Linked DNA regions of Danio rerio: region 2 is linked to region 1. A link is a contact called in public HiCAR-type data. All regions are on one chromosome and are shown on one strand. The core of a region is the stretch at or near the end of the contact, and the rest is flanking DNA. Distances in the headings are between cores, read along the strand shown. Region 1 holds the start of fzd7a (frizzled class receptor 7a). Region 2 holds the start of als2a (alsin Rho guanine nucleotide exchange factor ALS2 a).

Region 1 (6,474 bases), core at 1,532-4,031:
TTTTCACCAAGTACCAACTCAATATAAAAATTGTCTTTCCAAGTACCACCATGATGACTAGTATTGAAATACAGTAGCGTAGTAGGCCTAATTAAGAAAATTAGCTTCAAGTGAATACATAACAAACATTAGAAAATTGAAAATAAAATAAAGGTTTAGCCTATTAAACTCAATTTACTGATCACATTGGTGTTATTGTATGTGTCAAAGGGTTAAAAGTGTGTTCACTTTTTACTTTAATTATTTAGCGATTCGGCAGTTCATTCCACTTTGGCGACCTCAGATTAATAAAGGGATTAAGCCGAAAAGAAAATGAATGAATGAATGATTCAGCGATTCCTCCCTGTACCACTAGAAGGAAGCCTGCATATTACTAGTGGTACATGTACCACAGTTTGAGAACCACTGCTCTAACCCTAATACTAGACATCTGATATCAAGCTTTGTTTCTGCTTTTGATGCACCAATATGTACTAAGCGCATTATGAAAGCTTGGGCCATGGATTTGAATAAAGAAGTGGCTAATGAGATTTGGGAAGAAGCCCCGTCAAGAATAAAGAAAGGTTCTATAAATTTAAGACATAAATTAATCCAATTTACAGTTTTACATCGCCTTCACTTCTCCAAAACTAGATGAAGTAAAATATTTCCCTCTATATTCTCTAAATGTGACAGATGTGGGGGGGCAGAAAAGACTCTGGCACATTTATTTTGGTTTTGTCCTGTTCTATACCAGTTTTGGTCCAAAATCTTTGAATTGGTTTCCAATGCATATGGAACCAATGTCCAGCCTGATTACAATTTGGCTATTTTTGCATATTCTTATATGATGGACACCTTTCCGTTTCAGTGTCAGAATGCCCTGTTGAGAATAAAGAAAGTTTCTATAAATTTCAGATGTAAATTAGTTCAATTGAAAGTTTTACATTGCCTTCACCTCTCTAAAACTAGATTAAGTAAATATTTCCCTCTGTATCTCCTAAATATGACAGGTGTGGTGGGGCAGAAGGGACTCTTGACACATTCATTTTGGGTTTTATACTGTACTTTATGAGTTTTGGTCCAACATTTTTTAATTGTTTTACAGAGCTTATGGAACTAATATCCAACCTGACTACAATCTGACTATTTTTGGATATTCTAATGGACACCTTTCCGTTGCCCAACAGCAAGCCCTGATAGTTGGCATGATTACAGCTAAAAAGAAGATTTTCCTTAATTGAAAATCTCCAAAGGCTCCCTGTTTAAAGAGATGGTTGAACGAGTTGCTTTATGACATTCAAATGGAAAAACTACATCTTGAAACTTTACAGAAAAAAAGCTAAAACCAGATGGGGACCTATTTTTTTGTAAATCTTCATCTGTATCTCTAACCTGGTTTTACAAAACCTAATACTGGTTTTGTAAAAATGTGAGTATTGTCATCTCTTGTTTATATATTTATGCTACATATGTTGTGTGAATTGGTAACAGAGACAATCCCTCTTTTTTGTGTGGAATGGGGGTTATTGTCAATTATTCTGTACTATTTTTCTTCTTGTATTGGTATTGTACTTTTTTGTTAAATATCTTATAAAAGTTAAATAAAACAAAATATTACAAAACTATCAACTAGTGGCTTATTAGCATTTTGGCTGTTTATTATTTTATTATTCTGTATGACCATATTCTAGATTCTTTAGCCCCAACTAAACTACACCTTCCTCACAATCAAGACGTAGCAGATTATTAAAGACAAACGTGTAATAATTAGTGAATATGAGCTTGATGATAGTGTTACCAAACATTCCTGCAAAATAATACTTCAATACAAAAAACTATTTTACGAAAATACACTGTTATGACAATATCTCATGATTTACTGCCATTTTCCATTCATTTACACTTTTAAATTGCATTATGGGACCTTGTAATCTGTTCCGACAACTTTTGATATTAACAATTTAACCCAGTTTAACAAAATAGCCTTTATTGAAATTTCTTGTCGTTTAAAATAACACACTGCCTAAGAAACAGGTTTGAACAACACTGACAACATCTCATTATAAACTGCAACATAATTCAAATAAAGAGACTTTTAAAAGTTTTAACAACTAAAGTTGTCAGAACAAAGTTCGAGATACTATACTGAAATTATTGAGTAAATGAAAAAAGCCTAATTCATTAGAAACTACATAAGACTATTAATTAAAGTGATTCCTTTAAATAATTTAGTGCACCGGGAAATATTTATGTACTCACAGAATATTTTAATTGATTAAGTTCTTAGGTTATTGTGCTAGGTTCATGATTAGGTTATAGAGTTATTGTCAACAATCAGATCAAAACAGTCGGATCTAGTTTCTACACTGATTTGTCACCAAAGTTTGTTTTAATGCGCAAATCAGTAATAACCATATATGCACATTATTTTCACTTTAACTGTTTATAAAACTAAAGAAGAATTTGAATCAATTAACAAAAACTGATTGCGTATCAAACAAATGAGAAAGGATTTTCAAGCTCAGTGAATCCTCACACTTTCAGAAAGTAACCTATGGATTTTTTCCTCCGCCGTATATAGAAGGAAAGTTTCTGATAACTGAAACCCACCGCAATTACACCCAGTGACCAATCAAAACCAAGACGCAAAGCAAAACAAAACATGCGATTGGTCTAAAGCGATGCTGGTTTCAAGGCGCCCCACGTGGAGGGGCAGTGATTCTGAATGAGGGGTGTGTAGAAACCGACGGCACATTATTGTATGTGCGCCTCACTTGCGCTCAAACCTTCCAGTCAGTGGGAAGCGCGTCTACTGAGCGCACGCGAGGCGAGCGAGGAAACCGCACTCTGTTCAAGACAACCAACTGAAGTTTTCCAGCAGACTCACGACTCTCTGAAACACAGCTCGAAAGTCACTGGATGCACAGCGGGATTCGGAGAGCAAGGGAAACTTTAAACAGCAGTCGAAAGATTCTCTCCAGACGCTTGAAGAATAACACAACGATGCGCGCGGTGTGGATTTAGTTTGGATGTATTTTCGGACTTTCTAAAAGGGGGTTTCTCCACATATCCACTCGTTTGCCTAGCATGATCGCTTTCAGACAACGAGAGCTATAAAGGGAGCTCAGACGAGGAGGTTTTTGTTGGTTTATTCGCAAACGAACAATCCACAGAAACTTTTTCTTTCTTGCGGAGCAACCGCAGCAGCTTCGTTTCATTCGGACCGAATCCAAAACAAATGGCTTTCCTCAAAATGCAACACTGTTGTGGAATTACTCGTTATTTTCTTCTCCTTTTCACTGTGGCTCTACAAACGACCAGCGGTCAGTATCACGGAGAAAAGGGCATCTCCATACCCGAGCACGGCTTCTGCCAGCCTATATCTATACCTCTCTGTACGGACATCGCCTACAACCAGACCATTATGCCGAATCTTTTGGGACACACCAACCAGGAGGACGCCGGTCTCGAAGTGCACCAGTTCTATCCCCTAGTAAAAGTGCAGTGCTCCATGGACCTGAAGTTCTTCCTGTGCTCCATGTACGCGCCGGTTTGCACGGTGCTCGAGCAAGCCATCCCGCCGTGTCGGTCCCTTTGCGAGCGCGCGAGACAGGGCTGCGAGGCCCTCATGAACAAGTTCGGCTTCCAGTGGCCCGAGCGGCTGCGCTGCGAGAATTTCCCGGTGCACGGCGCGGGTGAGATCTGCGTGGGCCAGAACACCTCGGACGCGGGGAGCCCCACTTCAAACCCGACGCCCTACGTCCCAGAACTGATTACATTACAGCCAAACCTGGTGGTCAGACCCAACCAGCAATTCACATGCCCGCTGCAACTCAAAGTGCCCACTTATCTGAAGTACCACTTTATGGGCGAAAAGGACTGCGGGGCGCCATGCGAGCCCACTAGACCCAACGGACTGATGTATTTCAGAGAGGAAGAAGTCAAATTCGGTCGCCTCTGGGTCGGCATTTGGTCAATTTTGTGCTGTGTTAGCACTTTGTTCACCGTCCTCACTTATTTAGTGGACATGAGGCGGTTTCGTTACCCGGAGAGGCCCATCATCTTCCTGTCCGGCTGTTACTTCATGGTGGCCGTTGCATATGCAGCTGGATTTTTCCTCGAAGACAAAGTCGTTTGCATCGACAAATTCAGCGACGACGGTTATAAAACCGTCGCGCAAGGCACGAAAAAAGAGGGTTGCACCATCCTCTTCATGATTCTCTACTTCTTCGGGATGGCGAGTTCAATCTGGTGGGTCATTTTATCTCTTACATGGTTTCTCTCAGCGGGCATGAAGTGGGGTCATGAAGCCATTGAGGCGAACTCTCAGTATTTCCACCTCGCCGCGTGGGCAGTTCCTGCGGTTAAAACCATCACCATCCTTGCCATGGGCCAAGTGGATGGCGACATGCTCACCGGGGTTTGCTACGTTGGCATCTACAACGTGGACTCTCTGCGCGGCTTCGTCCTGGCGCCCCTCTTCGTCTACCTCTTCATCGGTACCTCATTTCTCCTAGCCGGCTTCGTGTCGCTTTTCCGCATCAGAACCATCATGAAGCACGACGGCACCAAGACGGAGAAGCTGGAGAAGCTGATGGTGCGCATCGGCGTGTTCAGCGTGCTCTACACGGTGCCCGCCACTATCGTGATCGCCTGCTACTTCTACGAGCAGGCTTTCCGAGAGCAGTGGGAGAAGACCTGGCACATGCAGACGTGCAAGAGATTCGCGGTTCCCTGCCCGGTTAACAACTTCGCCCCCATGTCTCCAGACTTCACCGTATTCATGATCAAATACCTGATGACCATGATCGTAGGGATCACCTCTGGATTTTGGATATGGTCTGGAAAAACTCTGCAGTCGTGGCGCAGGTTTTATAAACGGCTCAGCAACAGCAACCAGGGCGAGACGACGGTATGAGAAAAAGAGCGATCGTTTTCGGTCATGCTTTGGCTGAATGTCTCGTGCGGACTGTTACGCGGAGAGAGACTTGTTGAGTGAGTTTTGCGGACACTACTGTGCGTGGAAACAAACGGAGCCTCATGAACAGTGTTATCAGCCCGAGTCTGTTTAACCATTGGGTTTTCTCGTATATTTGTATGTGGAGAGAGAGAGAAAAAGAGACATTATTTCTGTGTAACACGATGTCATATCTTGGTCACATGTGAGACCTGTGCTCACGGTTGTGTACCTGAAATGTTGGATGTAGTTTGCCTTATACACACATGTACCAACACTTGTTTTAACCGGGGACTTGTATGACTTTCGCAGCCCTCCGTCGACAATCATGCATACTTGTGTGCACACACGGACCGTCGAGTACGCATTAGGATCCGGATTCTTTTATGCATGTGTATACAGCTGTGAATTTATGCAAGCTCCCTTTAAACGACGTAACGTGTAAATAATCACCTTTTCTCAAAGAATATATGTATTTATGGAAATAATCTCGCAGTTTTTTACTTGATTTTTAAAATTTGGTAAGAGACCTTTGTATCTGTACAGTTTCGCTGAATAAAATGATTAGATTTTTAACACACTGACTCGCTTCACTTCTGTTAATCGATTTTCCTTCATAACAGTTCGAGCATTGCATTTGGGATATTTCTAGTTTTTTTTTTTTTTTTTTAAGAAAACTAAACCAGAAAGTGCTCAGAATAACTTTTTGAAAACTGGTGACCAAAATGTGGTATTAGAGTCTGGATTATAATTCATTTTAATTTGATTGAAAGAAGCAGCATAAAACATGCACATGGTCATATATAGCTACACTGTAAAATTCAAAAAGTTAAGGTAACTCAAACTATTTGAGGAAACCGGTTGCAACAAACCATTTAGGTTCAAAAACTAATCCTAATGAGTACTGTGAACTTAATACATTTGAGTAAATGAAGCAATTTGAGCACAGTAAAACCCAAAAAATTAAGAAAACTCGGAAACCGATTGCTACTAGCCATTTGAGTTTAAAAAAAAAGAATCTATATGAGTACAGTGAACTTAATTTAAGTTGAAGTAATGAGGTATTTAACCTTTTTTAAATTAGTAGAATTAACTTTCAGTCAATTTTGAGTTGACTACACTCATTTCATTACATAAAGTTGACTGTTGGGTTTTACAATGTCGTGTTTACATGATAGAATAAAATATATTCGTGTTTGTTACACAAACTCTAGCAGTGTAAATCTGGTGCTGTAGCGCCACCCACAGGCTACTGATATATTGGGAACACTTGATTTACAAGCTGACTTTACAGTATTTTCTTTTTTTAAACTTTTATTTAAAAATGAAGAAATGTGTAAAATACTGGAATACAAGTACATACAGTTACAAAAGTATAAAAACAATAAGTAAATAAGAAATAGAAATGAAGAAGAGAACAAAATAAAGAAAAGGGAAGTACAAAATAAAACAAAAAAACAGAGCATCAATGAATAATTTTCTGGAAGCAAGATGTTTTGTTTGAAGTTTTTATTAACTTGCAGTTTTATTGTTGT
Region 2 (6,474 bases), core at 1,475-3,974, 270 kb before region 1:
AATACTATTGTGTTTGTGAATCGTGTATTATCGTGTATTATACTGTATATACTAGACAACATTTAAGGTGTATCAAACATTTTTCTTTTTCAAAATTGTCCTATGACAACAATGAGTGTTGTTGAATAGTTTTAGGACAACTTTGATGAAAGGTTTTGATCCACTTCAAATGTTGACTAGTGTATGTTATAGTATTATTTTCAACACTTTTTAAATGACTGTTACAGCATAGTATTAACTAATAGAGAATGGATAAACTGTACACAAAATGCTGTATGGTCTACTTGAGTTTTTACTACAGTAAACATTATTGGTGTGTTAAAAGTGGTGTGTTGTAGTAAAACAGGACTGCACAATGTTGAAAAAAACATGGTGATGTTTTTCTGCAATACAGTATATGTTGCAATATGAATATACTTTCACAATATAACTACTTGGAAAAAATCCCAATTTTACACTGATTGTGATGATTTTGAAGGGGAACGCACGTGTATATCTATAAAATATACAAAATGATAAAAATACACGAAATAATATAATTTAAAGTACAGATGAAAACAATAGAACAAAGATAAAAATTAAATCAACAACACTTAATGGTTTAACACTAACAGTATTGATGCATAGAAATTCAATAATTAAATGTAAACAGTGTCTATATAGTATAAATATATTAACCCAATCAATTCAGTATAATCTTATTGTTAAAGCAGAAATCTTTATAATGTCTTGTGTCCAAATTGTTTCAATTAACTTGAAATCTCTTGGGATCCTGATATATGACTATTGCAGATTCACACATTGCAATATCATTATATTGTGCAGCCCTATAGTATAAGTTACAGAAAACATAGTGTAGTACTGGGTAAAAATGATAAATTATTGTTGAAATTTATGTAGTTGATATTTTTTCACCCAATATTTAGCATTAATTTAATTGTATTATCTTTCTATTTATAGAGACGTTCAGTGATTAAAATATTATTTTAATAAATATATCTGTTTAATAAATCTGTTTTGTTAGATTACACCCAAATATGTGACCTATATTTACTAAGAAATTGATAAAAATATTCATTTTCAAAATGAGATGTACTCAGTTATGCTGAGCACTGTGGGTATATATATATATATAAGTGGGTAGCATGATCGCCTCACAGCAAGAAGGTCGCTGGTTTAAGCCCCGGCTGGGTCAGTTGGCATTTCTGTGTGGTGTTTGCCTGTTCTTCCCATGTTCGTGTGGGTTTCCTCCAAAGGCATGCACTATAGGTGAATTAAATAAACTAAACTGGCCGTAGTATATGTGTGTAAATGTAAGAGTGGATGAGTATTTCCCGGTGTTGGGTTGCAGCTGGAAAGGCATCTGCTGCGTTAAAACATATGCTGGATAAGTTGGCGGTTAAGTCTGCTGTGGTGACCCCTGATTAATAAAGGGATTAAGAAAATAAATTAAAAAAAAAAAAAAAAATATATATATATATATATATATATATATATATATATATATATATATATATATATATATATATATATATACATAAACATTGCCTGAAAACATAAGTTTTTGTTTCAAATATAAATGCATTTAATTAGTAGAGTCTTAGGATAAAACTAAATTATGTTTTACTCGTAAATCCAGAGAAACTGAGCATTCCCAAGTGGTCTATTCATTTTTCCATAACAGTAATACAGACTGTATACAGAAATATAAGCTATTTTAATTTCAAGCCTGAAATTATTTACATCCCTGGCAAATAATCGGGTATAAAATTCTGAAAAGTATTGTTTGCAAATTCTAAATAGTGAAATTATATTAGTAGCCAATGAGTATCAAAGTACAACAATGTTCAAAGTCAAATAAACAGTGCTTATGTTGTTTTCAATAAGTACTTATATGTGATTTCAGACAGAATACCATGGTAAACAATATAGAGAGCGTGTCTCAAGTTGTCACTGTACAAATGTGCGAATATAAAACTAACTATACAGTACCTCAATTCATTTGTTTATACTACCAACATTACAATAGTTGTGGTATTAACACAGCAACTTTGAATTAATTAATAATGAAATTATTAACTAATGAAAATAATTACCACAACAAATCAAATTAAGTACATTAGTATGGTTCAAAAACAGTAAAAAAGTAGTATTTAGGTCTACTTTAAATTACTATATTTTTCCATGTGGGATTAAACTAACTGAGTTGAGTTTAACGGATGTAATGGATTTAAAATCGTTTACCCTTTTAAATCAAGGCTTTTGCAATGCAGTTTTTATATATAATGAGCTGAAACAATAACATTTGTTTAATGTATATATGTTTAACAAATGTCAAATTGTGACATTAAACAGAAAAGAGTAAGTTACACACCTGCCCTGTTCCTCCATCAGCATGATTTAATCCATTTTAGATGGTGTGACCTTCACTCCAGCAACTACAGCAAATGAGATCAAATGCTTATCAAAACTACTTTCAGAAGCGAAAGTACGTTATCTGACACACACTTTTACAAAACAGGCGAATTCAAGATTGTCACAGATTAAAAACGCCCATAAGAGCAAACAAACATCAAGTGGTTAGAGTCGATTACGTTTATTTGTTAGATTATTTAAGAAACTTTGCGTGATGTTTTTAGTAAAATGTGAAATTCAGCAGTACAGTACCTTAGGGCAGAATCGCTGTCTGTGTTTGATATTTGTGAAGTGTGAAGGCTCGCGACTGAACTTGACATCAGATTCACTCAGAAGTTTGTTTTGGGTTCTATGGAAGGCGCAGAGGGCCAAAATAGTCACAAAGTGTATATTTACGTAACGCGGAAGTTTCCTGAAAACCGGCTAACGTATTAAAACGATTTAAAGGTATTTACAACATTTCTAAAACGTTGGTGGTTTATTTATAAGAAGAAAATATTATAAATACTTTGGGAAAACATAAAATGCTGCTGTTATACTGTAATTGTCTATGGGTGTTTCCCAATGATGGGTTGCAGCTGGAACAGCATCCGCTTGGTAAAACATGCTAAATAAGTTGGCAGTTCATTTCGATGTGGCGACCCCTGATTAATGAAGGGACTAAGTAAAATGAATGAATGAATAACTGTAATATTGCATTTAGATACTAGGCTACTGCTTCACATGTTCTACTGCCATATCTAAAAAAAATAGAAAAAAAAGCAGCTAAATTTTTTTTTTTTAGGTTTTTACATTTGTATTAAACCTTTCACATACATAAATTATAAATAGCCTACATCTACGCATTCAATATTTCTTACATTTGTCATTCTTACATGCTTATTCATTCTCATTATTTAACTCTGTAGCATTAGACTGTAACTTATGTAGGAAAATCTGAAACATCCTTTATTTTTGTTGTTGTTACAGTCGAATATTATTATTAATTACTGTTCTGGACTAAATGTTTGTGTGTGTCAATGTTTTATTTTCATTCATTCATTTTCTTTTCGGCTTAGTCCCTTTATTAATCTGGGGCCGCCACAGCGGAAGAACCACCAAGTTTTATATAAGCTCAAAACATTATTCAGTGGTCAATTTTTCTGAGCTAAAAATTATGTAAAAGACGAGTAATTCTTATGGCTTGTAATGTAAATGAATGAGATCTTTAAGCCTATAGGGTCTGAGGGTCTTTTGGGCTCTGGAGGAGTATTGGCATGCCCTGAAATTTGTGCTTTTTTTAGTTTCTTATAAATATATTAGGTTAAAGTTTGATGACATTGTATTTAGTACAATCTGTGCTACAATAATGCAAGCAGCATGTCTGTATGATGTTGCAGTTTTGAGAAAAATATAGTTTTGAATGTTTTTTTTTATTTTTACTTTTTTTTAAGTCACTGAAACAAAGCTAAAAAAGATATTAAATGATGTATATATCCAGCTTTATCTAACTAATTGATAATAGTTAGAATTATTATTATTATTAATATTTTTGCTACAAAATAATCTGAAAATAGTTTACTTATTCACTTTTTCCTAGTGATGGGTTGCAGCTGGAAGGGCATCCGCTGTATAAAAACTTAATAACTCATTCCGCTGTGGCGACCTCAGATTAATAAAGGGACTAAGCTGAAAAGAAGTCGAATGAATGAACGTATTCACTTTAAAGCTGTATTGTAAACAGTATTGAAGTTCTCATAATATTCATAGTATTACTACATTACAACATTTACAGGTTTTCTAACATTTTTCAAAATATTTTCTTTTGTGTTCAGTAGAAAAGGAAACTCGTAAATATATGGAACCACTTGAGGAATAGTAGTGAGTAATTTTTCATATTGATGTGAACTATCCTTTTAAATGGCAGGGATTTTTGTTTTGGAAAATGCGTTGTGCTTCACTACCCAACAGGGGGCACAAAAACACTACGGAAATGTTTATTTTACCTGGAATCTCCAGCACACAATGTGGAGCATAGACTATAAGTTAATGACTTAATGGCTAACAAATTCTATTTTGTTGGTTAAAAGGCATAAAACCTTATTAGAAACGGTAAGATAGCACTTCTCACATCATTCAAAAAACCTTAATGACTACTAAATGACCTAAACAAACCAAAACAACAACAAAAATGGATTTCTCACAGCACAACTCAGACAACCGCGCTCTGAATAACCATAATGTTGCATAAAAGTTGACCTAGAGTGGGAAATAAAGGTCAGCAACAAGTAACATAAAGTAGAAAACAGTAAAGCTGGTGTTGGGTTTGGGGAGGAGAAACCACAAGCAGTAAAAAAAAGATTGGCAGGTATAGGCTATCTCTGCAGGACACCCACAGGAGCCCAGACTCTCACACGCACACCCTCCACATCTCCTCCCCGAAGCACTCCTTCGTGATCTCAGCTTGTTTTCACTTTTAGTGTTTTCTATATAAAACGCACAACTTTGCCCTGTGGAACTTGGCCCTACATTTTAGTATGTGTGGTCATAAACACTAACACGAAATGGTGGGGGAAGAAAGGGGTGTGTATGTGTGTGTGAGGTTGAACTTAAACACATCTGAATGCGTGTGTGGACTCATGCATGTGCAATGGTCACCTTGTCTGTTTGGATCAATTAGTTAAGTGCGTCTGTCACACTCAGCATGTGTCGGGCCCCGTTTGACCTCTGCATCTGTTCCCTCTCAGGCTGTGGAGATATGTGGAGAATTAGTTCATTCAGCTTTCTTTTAACTAGATAAGCATTGGATGGGAATTTGAGGAATGTTTTACACCCACCGCCAAGCCTTTCTACTACACAAGTCTTCTATAAAACTAATTTAAATGTAATTAGAACCTTTCTGAGCTCATTGCTGCAATACTAATAATGTTAAAGGGATAGTTTGGCCAAAAATTAAAATTCTGCCATTATTTACTCATTACCCACTCGTTCAAAGCCTGTTTGGCTTATTATTATTATTTTTTTTAAACACAACAAAATATTTTTTTAAGAAATCTGGAAACCTGTAAACATTAACTTCTATACTATGGATGTCAGCGGTTACAGGTTTACAGCATTCTTAAAAAAAATAAATAAATTTGTGCAACACAAAATAGAGTCTAACAGGTTTGGAATAAGTAAAGAATTTTAAATATTCTGGTGAATTTTCTCTTTAACTATAAACAAAAGACTCAATACTTCAGTCAACTGTTTTTATGGTTTTCCAGTAGAGATTTACCGAAAGGGTTATCCAAAATAAATCTAAATTAGGTTAGAGAATCTATACAGTAGAGGCAGGGACGGATTTAATTAATAAGCGTAGTAAGCAGCCACTTAGAGCCTCAGGATAAATACCTTAAAATATAAATTGGACCTATAACTGTTAATATTCTATCATATTTTGTATGGTGAGGGTCTAACAAATAAAATTTTACCATAATTAATACAACACATTTTTCTTACACCCCAATCATGGAGCAGTCCAGCAGTCAAATCAAGTAAAGATTTAGTTTTAAAAAACCTTTATTATACGAGTTGTGAATTCATTTAAAAAAAAAAAGTACATTTAAAATGTAAAGATAAAACATAGAAAAGGAGGTTATATAAGAAAAAATCTTAAATAAGAAAAATTGGCCGTAGTGTATGTGTGTGAATGCAAGAATGTATGGGTGTTTGGGTTGCAACTGGAAGGGCATCCGCTGCGTAAAACATATGCTGGGTAAGTTGGCGGTTCATTCAGCTGTAGCGACCCCTGATGAACAAAGGGACTAAGCCGAAAAGAAAATGAAAGAATGAATGACTAAGAAAAAAACTTTTTTAAAGTGATTAAAAGTGCAAAGGGTGCATTTTAGGACTGTTGGACCCCATGGCTGGAATTGCTCAGGGAATTGCCCCCAAATTACTGAATCAGCCCCTGAGTAGAGGTGGTAAAAATCAACCAATATATTCCTTTATTTTGAGGTCACCAGTTAGTCCTATTTAAAGTGACCCTATCAGGAGTAAAATATCAATTTTTATTGACAGTTATAGTAACTACTGCAG

Evidence for each region. HiCAR-type assays count read pairs that join an accessible place to other places.
Region 2: a contact with region 1 is called in a HiCAR-type map of caudal fin, with 6 times the contacts expected there. The contact joins the promoter of als2a here to the promoter of fzd7a in region 1. A contact is called at or near these places in 1 of 18 Hi-C or Micro-C datasets (an unstated tissue) and 1 of 4 datasets of contacts at active chromatin or transcription factors (caudal fin).

Annotation. Positions count from the first base shown.
Region 1 is chr9:13,497,652-13,504,125 of GRCz12tu, reverse strand. It overlaps fzd7a (frizzled class receptor 7a), which reads left to right and starts at 2,781. Exons shown (of 1, transcript NM_131139.2): 1 at 2,781-5,515. The coding sequence starts at 3,221. The coding sequence ends at 4,900.
Region 2 is chr9:13,771,751-13,778,224 of GRCz12tu, reverse strand. als2a (alsin Rho guanine nucleotide exchange factor ALS2 a) reads right to left here and starts at 2,724. Exons shown (of 34, transcript XM_073912535.1): 1 at 2,668-2,724; 2 at 2,375-2,438. The coding sequence starts at 2,397.